2 separate regions of the Mus musculus genome follow, and region 1 is linked to region 2. The links are chromatin contacts, called in public Hi-C maps. All regions are on one chromosome and are shown on one strand. The core of a region is the stretch at or near the end of the contact, and the rest is flanking DNA. Distances in the headings are between cores, read along the strand shown.

Region 1 (4,732 bases), core at 733-3,232, 49 kb before region 2:
AGTTAAACGCCCACTTCTGTTCTACAAGGCTTTTCCCCTCCTCACTTTTTGCTGTTGTTCCATTCTTTTTTTTTGTTTTTAAGATTTATTTATTATCGTAAATAAGTACACTGTAGCCATCGCCAGATGTACCAGAAGAGGGCATCAGATCTCTTTACAGTTGGTTGTGAGCCACCATGTGGTTGCTGGGATTTGAACTCATGACCTTTGGAAGAGCAGTCAGTCAGTGCTCTGACCCCCTGAGCCATCTCATCAGCCCTCTTTTCTTATTATTTTTTGTTGTTGTTGTTGTTGTTCCATTCTTAAAAGCTGTTTTGCTTTAATCAAATACAAAGGGAATTTTATTTATTCCTTTGAGACCATGGCTGAGAGTTATAACTCAAGCTGGCCTGGAACAACTTTATAAAACAGATATAAATTTTATAGAGAAGATAAGAAAATTTGAAATTAGATTAAAAGTAAAAATAAAAGGCAAGCCTTGGTAGAGAACTAGTAAATATTTTATCTAAATGTCTTACTTTTCCCCAATACTTTATGTGGATGCCAGTGATACAGTGATATAGTATTCAAACCTTTTTTTTTACAGCTCTTGAAAATGTTATTAAAAGCAGAAAATCAAGAGAAATAATTGGTGTAGGAAACCAGAAGATGGTTCAGCTGCTGGGCAGCAATTTAAGTTTAGGAGAGCGCTCTACAGTGTTGAAGCTGGTATGTTGCCACCCCTCCCCTCCACTCCGCCTTCTGCTCCTCAGGCTTATTAGGCTCCCACTTCTGCTCTACGTGGCTTCTTTTCTGAAGTTTTGCTGCTGTTCCTTTCTTACACCCTGTTTTGCTTTAAACAAATACAAGAGTAATTTTGTGTATTCCTTTGGGGCCATGGCTGAGAGTTATAGCTCAAGCTGGCCTGGAACTTACTGTGTAGCCCAGGATGAATTTCTGATCCTCCTGCCTTAACCTCCCAAGTGCTGGGATTATAAGCTTGTATAAACCACCTGTGGCTAACTTAGCATGTTGGACAGATTATCTGAAGTCCTTAATATTTTATATCACTTTTGGACTAGTGAGAATACTTTGTTCTTTTTAATCTCATTTTTCCTATTTATATTTAGACTATTGAAGTCTTTTCATTGTTAACATAGCAAAATGAAATTAAAAGAAAATACTTTAGTAAACCTTTTAATGGTATTAGGTGTCTGACTTACTGATTTTTGTTGTTTGTATTCTTAGGTCTGTGGGTTAAATGCATAAACTTGTCAAGTGTAATTTTGTCCATTTTAATTTCTAAGTTTGTATCATGGCTTAGCAATCAGTGTTTACTGATCTTTCTGTCGTCTTACTTTATACACAGTACCTAGGTAGGCCTGAGATAGAAGACTGACTAACTAGTAATAGAGGGTGCTTATTTCTCAAGGTCGAAGATCTAGTCTGTGCTGGGGAAAAGGAGTCTTACAGCCTGAAGCAGAAAGTGGCGTTTCACGTGACTGTGTCTGTGCTGATCTCTTGCTGCTCATCCTTCCAAGAAACCTGCTTCCCGTTTGCTCTAAGAGTGTTCAGTTTATTGCAGAAAAAGATAAGGAAGCTCAAAAGCGTCATCACTGCTGTGGTAAGGAGTGCGGTGTCTGCAGGAAGTTGGGTGTTGGGTAAAATAACACTGTGGTCTGATGGTCACAGCTAAACTGAGGCCCAGAGGTCTGGCTCTGGTTGGGGAAGTGGGAAGTGCTGGTCAGAATGTTAGCCGTGGGTATCAAGACAAAGCACTCTCGTGCTTTTCCAGGAAGTGTACTTGAATCACAGGGTTCTGAGGGTTGGACTCTTCTGCTGTTTTATCAGCGCATAATCCAGGTTTCCTTCCTATCTACTCCACTGATTCACGTCCACACAAAACTTGTCCTAGTATTTATTGAAAGAATATCGTAGATATTTAAAATCATTGAGTATTCCAGTAGGTTCAGATGTCTCTGGCCCACTGTTGTCCTGGACAGTGTTACTAAAGTTCCTAGTGTCCCATTTTGAGGTAGCAAGCTTTTGTTTTAATACCGCTGTTTGCATCAGTATTTTTCTTTTATTTATCTTCTAAACTTCAAAGGGCTGCTCATTACAGGATTTTCTAAGAGAATTACAACTCATATTTATGTATACTCTCAGGAGTTTTATAAATTCTAGCTGTAGCCATTGTTAACTAAAATTATGTGAAATTAGCATGCTTCTTTAGACTTTAAAAAGTGGCTCCAGTGAGCCTCTCTTAACGTCTGACTGACTTTTTTATGAGGTACAGTAACTGGAGCTGTGCTTGTCCTCCGGGCCAGCAGTGTAGAGTGGTGTGTTTTGTTCAGTGTAGGCAGCAGGTTGTTTCACATTGCTCTATTAATGCCCTTTATGAGGAATGTATCTTTTCAGCTGTAGCACTGTGTCCACACACATGCACACACACACACACACACACACACACACACACACACACACACACACACACACATGCACACACACACCAGTGTGACACTCCCGACTAGGAGTGCGTATCCGTTGCAGTCATAGAGCACCTGTTTGGAACTCTGAGGATGAGCTAGCTTCTGTTTCCATTCATGTTTCAGGAAATCCCCTCAGAGTGGCACCTGGAACTGATGTTGAACAGAGGATTGCCGGAGGAGCTGTGGGTGCGTTACGTGCAGGAGCTCCACGGTGCCCAGAGGGTTGTCATGGAGGACGCCATTTTACTTGTATTTTCCATGAAATGTTTTATTTTTGCAATGAAGGCTCCAAAATCTTTTCCTACAGGTAAGGCATGGTCATGAGTCTTCAGTGTGATGCGGTACTGCGTTCCTAACACCATACACGGTTCACCTTCACTTGAATGACAAGCTCCCCCTTGTCCCCTCAGGTGCCATGTGGTGGAATCCCGAGCAGCTAGATGAAGACAGCAGACACTACCTGCACCTGCTCATTGGTATCTTTGAGATGCTGCTGGAGGTTTCTGATGCCATGCATTTCAGGGTTCTGATTAGGCTTATAATGAAGGTACTTGGCTCACTCCTCACAGGCATTTCTGCTATAGGTAGTGTAGGTTATTTTAGTACTAAAGCCTAATAATAAAGTATATTTTGCGGCAGTGAACAATGTGTGCTGATAAACATGCCCTCGAGAGCAGTCTAGTACTTACAGCCAGGTAGCATGTTGAGTATAGAGTAGCATTGCAGCATCCCTATTGATGAGCTGTTGTGTTTAAAAATCAAAACAACTCAGTCTGTTTTTGTTTTGAATATCCTTTATAGATGAGTAAACTGGCTGAGTGTTCAGAGATGGTGGTTAGGAGATGCAGTGTCACTCACGAAGCTTCTGTGGGCTTTACTGCCTCCATGATGCAAGCAGCGTGTTCTTGTCCTTGTCTGACTTACTCTTTCTGTGTCTTTCAGCATTGTCGCCATCTCTAACTCCTTCGAGAGCTTTTAGTGTAGCTTTCCAGGTCCCACTTTAGTCTTGACCTTTAGCTAATGCGCCTGTCTTTTTTTGTTGTTGTTGTTCAGTATTTTCAACTGCAAAGTTAGAGTGAGGCTTCTTGAATGTCATTCTTCAGCGACATCCGTCCTAACAGGTTGGAGTTCGGAATATTGAAGAAGTGATTCATCAACTCATTCCTGTGTGGTTATTGTACAGTAGTGAAAAGGTCCAGGGACAGCATATCTGAGTAAGAACTAGACCTCACTTTGTTTTCTTTTGTTTGTTTTTGCTTTCTTTTCATTAGGTACATCTACAAGATGTTCTGCAGTTGTTCAAGTTCTTTTGTGTTTTGTGGACCTATGGTTCTAGCCTTTCAAATCCACTTAACTGCACTGTGAAGTCAGAGCTGCAGACTCAAGCTCTTTACATAGGCTCTGCGATGCTTTCTTCTCAGAATACACAGTATAAACAAAAGCTGGCATCTACTGCATCTCCAGGTACAACAGGTCACATTTAACTTCTTAATACATTTTAGACATCTTACTCTGTGAGGAAGTGTGGTATACAATCTTGCACTTGATTGTATAGAGATAACATAATTTACTTAAATAGTTCATTCTATAGGGGAGATGGTGACAAGGATAAAGGCACTTGCCACCAAGCCTTATGACTTAAATTTAATTCCAGTCCCCACATAGCAAAAGGAGAAAACTAACCCCTCAAAGTTGTCCTCTGACCTGTGCATTCAGTCAGTGATGATTGCACCCCTACTACATAGAGATATAGAAAATATTCTTGTTTTTATTTATTTATTTAAAATATAATTTAAAAATTAAGAAAAAAAGCTAGGTGTGGTGGCACATGGTGAGAGTAGATTTTCTGGACTCATTTGTATGCTTTGAGGAGCGTGACCCTAATTTTTCTGAAATAATTAGGCAACGAATAGCTTCAGAAGAGGGAGTCTGGGCTGATGAGATGGCTCAGTGATTAAGAGCGCTGACTGCTCTTCCAAAGGTCCCGAGTTCAAATCCCAGCAACCACATGGTGACTCACAACCATCTGTAACGAAATCTGATGCCCTCTTCTGGAGTGTCTGAAGACAGCTACAGTGTACTTACATATAATAAATAAATGAATCTTAAAAAAAAAAAAAAAAGAAGAAGAGGGAGTCTGAGAGGGAACCTTTTGTGTTGCCAGGGTGAGGATAGTGCTAGAGATGGTGTAGCCAGGCCTGATGCATGCTGTGCCACTGACCTTGCTCCCAGCCCTAGAAGGAAACCTATCACTGTGTACCTTT
Region 2 (4,765 bases), core at 1,320-3,819:
GTTACCGGGTTATAGATGATATTTTGTAGGTTATTTAAGGACAACATTTTTCTTTTTCAACTTATTGATATTGTTGATTGGAGTCTCTCTTCCGTATACACACTTTACCCACTCTTCATTTAAGGATTACTCAAAGTAAAAACTTGTCCTGTGTAAAAACAATATAGAAAAACAGCCATGCGTGATTTTTCTCTACATCAAACTTTTCTATGTAAATTATATTACTTTACGGATAGTTACCAAATAAGTGTTAGTATAACCAAAGTCCTACCATATAGTCTTCATAACATACTTAGAAATGAAATAATTTTTTTTTTCTGAGACAGGGTTTCTCTATGTAGCCCTGGCTATCCTGGAACTCACTCTGTAGACCAGGCTGGCCTTGAACTCAGAAATTTGCCTGCCTCTGCATTCCAAGCGCTGGGATTAAAGGCATGTGCCACCATGCCTGGCCTTAAATGAAATAATTTTAAGTGATCAGTGCAGGAATTATTTAAAAAATATGTAAGGAGGAAATTACATGAAGTTTCCTGTTAAAAATACTAAAACTGTAAGTGTGGTGGCACAATACCTGTGATCGAAGCCACTTGTGAGCAAGCCTGCGACAGGAAGAACAATTGGACCCTAGCCTAGGTGAGTTAGATCCCGTGTGGCAGGCAGTTCACATAAGAATGGCTCCCATAGGTTCATAGGTTTGAATGCTTAATCACCAAAGAGTGGAACTATTTAAAAGGATTAAGAGGTATAGCCCAAGCCAGGCCCAGTGCCTCTCCCTTCCTGCGGCCTGGGAATCCGGATGTAGAACTTTCAGCTGCTTCTCCAGCACCACGTCTGCCTGCATGCCACGTGCTTTCTAGTCATGGTGACAATGGACTTGAACCTCTCAGACTATAAGCAAGCCCCAGTTAAACGCGTTCCTTTTAAAGAGTTGCTATGGTCATGGTGTCTCTTCACAGCAGGAGAATAGAGACTAAGGCATCCTGTCTCAAGATAATGTTTAAGGGCTGAATAGAGAGCTTGCCTAGTGTGATGAGGCCCTGGGTTCTGTGCCAGCACTGCAAAACCAAACAAATCAAAAGCAGTAAATACAAATAAAATACAAGCTAGGAAATAACACAAAACCAAGACACAAATATCACTCAAGCAGTGCTTTGAAACCAGGACAATATTCATTTAACTTTTCCTATTAGTAAAACAAGTAGGAATCACATCATAGGATTGCCCTGAGGATTGTACTAGTTTAAATAGCAGAAAACAGCTCTGTATGTGTTAGCTATTATTGCTAGAAAACATTGCTCTTCTTCAACCAGCCAAATTAAGTAAGTTGAGGGTGGGGTGGGGGTGGCAGAGTTACTCCGGGGAATACCAAATGCAATGTTTTGCATCAGCCCGGTTTTGAAAGATAAGAGCGCCCCCTCGGCACTGCGCCCTGCCCACTGAATCATTTACTACCTCTAGTCCTGATGACTCAAACCAGAACCAAGCCAGAAAATGAAACTAGAGTTTCCTGTCTTTTACTTCCTACAGTTCCGCCAGGCTGTAGACAATAGGCACTCGCCAAATCTCTTATTTTACCGGAGAAAAGAAAATTGCATCTCTCTTGGTTACACCCCTAAAAACCACCCTAGACCCCTACCTAGTATCTGTCACTAACTCATTTTATTCAAATCCTCTGAGCCTTTAATTCTGTTCTGTGCAATCCAGGAAGCACGAACTAGAGCAAAAAGGAGACAAGGAATTGCCATCACCACATCCATAATTGATATCTTTCCCGGAGAGAGATCAAGATGGCCTAGGTTGGCATTAAATAACTACTCTCCGAAGTCTCCAGACACGTATCACCGTCAGTCACAACAAGCCGTGGCTTAGGTTTAGGACGATTCCCAAACCCAGAGAAATTGCGTTTCCCCGTGTTTAACGTTGGGATAGAATGACGCAGCATGCTAAAGTGCGTGTCTGGAATAACGGAGTGTGACACAGCTGTCAACTGTCCCTGGGCCTGTCATTCTTGGGGATCCAGGTGATGCTCGCCCTTTCCCTGGCAGGTGAGCCGCCGAGCGGAGAGCCCTCACCGCAGCAGTCAGCGTTGTCCCGACACTACGGTCCCAGTACAAGCCTCAACCCACGATCGCTCCCGGTGTCCGGTGCCCCGTGCATGTGTCACGGAGGAGACGGCGGGATGCCGTGTCCACACTCGGATTCCGGTCCGGGAACAGTGGTATCCCGATGTCCCTGAGCCCGCAGTCGCCAGGACTCACCCCGGTGGTAGTAAGCGCTTTGCTCCGACTTGTGTCCCCTGACGGACGCCGTCCGGTTCCCGGAGCCGCCACAGGCAGAGGGCGGGGTCAGCCCGCGGCCGTTTCCGCGAGAACGACTGCAGGGGCGGGGCGTCCGAGTGCTGCGAGCTGGGGCTGTTGGGCTCTTAATGTCACACACGCAGACCTATGGCTGGCTGTGGGAGTGGCTGGCTGGGGTTGGGGTGTGGCTCACCTCACGTGCTGGAAGCCCCCAGGTTGATTTCCACCCAGCTCTGCACAAATCGGTCGGGGTGCACCCCTGTAGTTCCAGCCCTGCGAGGTGGAGGCAGGAGGACCACAAGTTCAATGTCATACTGGAGAACTTAAGGAATTCGGGGTCACTCTGGGACAGATACCTGATCTCAAGGGTGTTAAAAATACACTTAAAGAATAATCGTGGGGGGTGTGGCCGGGGTACTCCTGGGTTTGCCTCCTTTGCAGCCTTGGGTCAGAACTGAACAATGTTGTGAGCCAATCAGATTTAGCAGCCACTCATTGCCAATAACTAGCCTTGTGTGTGGAGGAATTCGTTCTTCTTTGTCCCTGCAAGAAACCCCATCCTGTGAGCAGTAGCCAGAACATGTCAACACTGGGTGATTGGCCGCTTATTCTGTGCTGGAGTTTACTACAGGGAACGCTTCCTTAGGAAACAGTTTAGACACTGATGCTCAGTTCTGAGCAGAGTAGATGGTCAATAAGCACTGAGCTGCATAGTCAGGGCGCTGCACTGCTGACGGTTTGCCCCGTATTTGTACGAACAAACTTAAATAAAACTGTAGGGCGCTGAGAATGGCTGACTGAGCTACCTAGTTTTGATGTCCTAATGGCCTCAAGGTTATGTTCTTTTCTAGATATTAGCCATGTTTGTTTTTAAAGGACATGTTTGACATAGCCATTTGGTCTTTTTCTCTGGCTGTGTGTTTTATTTTGTTTTGAACTTGTATTTTATTTTTTTAAAGCCTCTTAGCAGCAACCTCGTGTTCTGATTCGTTACTTTTTCTCCTTCCTCATGTCCATTTTCTAATTTTGATTAACTCCTCAAGATTCTACTTTAATAGCTGGAGTTAACCCTTGATGTATGTTGTCTTAGCTCTGTTGTTATTACTAGGTGTGGTAGGCTTCTCACTACACTTTCTGGGGTTTGTAAGAGATAGGGTGTGGAGAGCTTTTGGAGCCCGTTTCTAGAAACTTTGCAGGAATTAAACATTGGGCCAGGACACAGAAGTAAGCTCAGGCAGGAATATCGTTTTGGGCTAGAGCAAAGAAGTAGGCTTCAGTCAAGAATGTGACTTTGGGCTAGGAGAGGGAAGTAGGCTCAGATATCTTGGTCATCTTGATAAGCCCCTGCCTGGAAACATTGATCACAGGACTTTGTTCCTTGACTGTTTGTGTTTATAGTCCTGCTTGTCCTTGACCCAGAACTGATATTATTTTGCATGTACTTAAACTGGTATCAAAGCAGACTGGAAAAACATTATAAGCCTGACTCAGCCTCAGAACTCGCTGGGGTCATGCCACAGTGTTGTCTTGTTGTCTTTTTTCTTTTTAATTCCGACTCCCTCCCTGGAGAACCTGTTGACTGACGGAGCTGGCTTGGTCAATAGGGAATCTGCCATACACATTCCCAACCCTACTGTAATGCCTCTAAAGAAGGGCTCCCCAGGCTTCGGTTGAGTGCTACATTATTCAAAATGAAGAGCAGTTGAGTTATCTTCAGTTTTGCCTGAGTTGACCCCTTCTTTACAGAGTTAAAATAATAAATTCACCTCAGAGCTGGATGCATTCCAAGGTGTGGGAATAGCTAGTACAAAATCCCGGAGCTGCTGAGAGCAACTGTGTGCTCTGAAAATAAAGATCAGCATGCTGAGGCTGATGGGTGGGAGGAAGAGGGGATGACAGCTTGGAAGTGAGGTCCTTTAGGAGTGCAGATAGGAGGAGGAAACAGACTTGGCCAGAGCCTGGGAGAAAAGTCAGGAAAAGAGAGGGGGATTAAGGGAGAGAGAGAGAGAGAGAGAGAGAGAGAGAGAGAGAGAGACTTTAGAGACCGACCTGCTGGGAATGGCTATGGGTATCCAAAACAGAGAACATCCAGGTTTCTGAATGCTCTGAGGGGTCAAAGAGCAGGAACAGGATCAATGCGTGTTGTGTAGCTGCCGGGCTCACTGGAAACTGACTTTAAAGAAGTGTAGAAATGAGAGCTGGAGAAGCCCTGTGAAGAGGGCTCATAAACTCGCAAAACACTTAGCTGGGAAGAATTGAGAATCGAGCAAGTGGAAGAGTAAGGAAAGCTTTTCACTGGGGCTGGAGAGATGCCCACCCTTGCATAAGTGTTTCTGCTCTGACTTCATATGTTTCAATGGAGAATCAGTTTGGAATATTCTGTCCAGTTTTTTAAAAGGCTATTCATAGGCTGGGCAGTGATGTCCTTCAATCCCAGTACTCAGAAGACAGAGGGAGGTGAATCTCTT

The links. A called contact is a pair of places that touch in the nucleus more often than the background predicts.
Region 1: a contact with region 2 is called in a Hi-C map of the G1E-ER4 cell line, with 4 times the contacts expected there. The contact joins the enhancer-like site here to the promoter of Lgals8 in region 2. A contact is called at or near these places in 79 of 484 Hi-C or Micro-C datasets (the 63-12 cell line, the AML12 cell line, the AtT-20 cell line and 53 more), 7 of 115 datasets of contacts at active chromatin or transcription factors (the 230-238 cell line, the HPC-7 cell line, PVALB interneurons and 4 more) and 4 of 9 other capture datasets (adipose tissue, embryonic stem cells, liver and 1 more).

What each region holds. Positions count from the first base shown.
Region 1 is chr13:12,410,634-12,415,365 of GRCm38.p6, forward strand. It overlaps Heatr1 (HEAT repeat containing 1), which reads left to right. Exons shown (of 45, transcript NM_144835.4): 16 at 587-708; 17 at 1,412-1,603; 18 at 2,592-2,775; 19 at 2,879-3,015; 20 at 3,740-3,932. Among named protein-coding and RNA genes, the nearest start is that of Heatr1, 18 kb to the left of the region's middle. Within about 2 kb of position 1,983, at least 86 of the 459 cell types and tissues checked have an H3K27ac peak or open chromatin away from gene starts, as enhancers often do. A contact at or near this core is called in the 230-238 cell line, the 63-12 cell line, B cells and 18 more, where this site is marked.
Region 2 is chr13:12,459,169-12,463,933 of GRCm38.p6, forward strand. It overlaps Lgals8 (lectin, galactose binding, soluble 8), which reads right to left and starts at 2,570. Exons shown (of 10, transcript NM_001199043.1): 1 at 2,073-2,570; 2 at 6-148. The coding sequence starts at 47.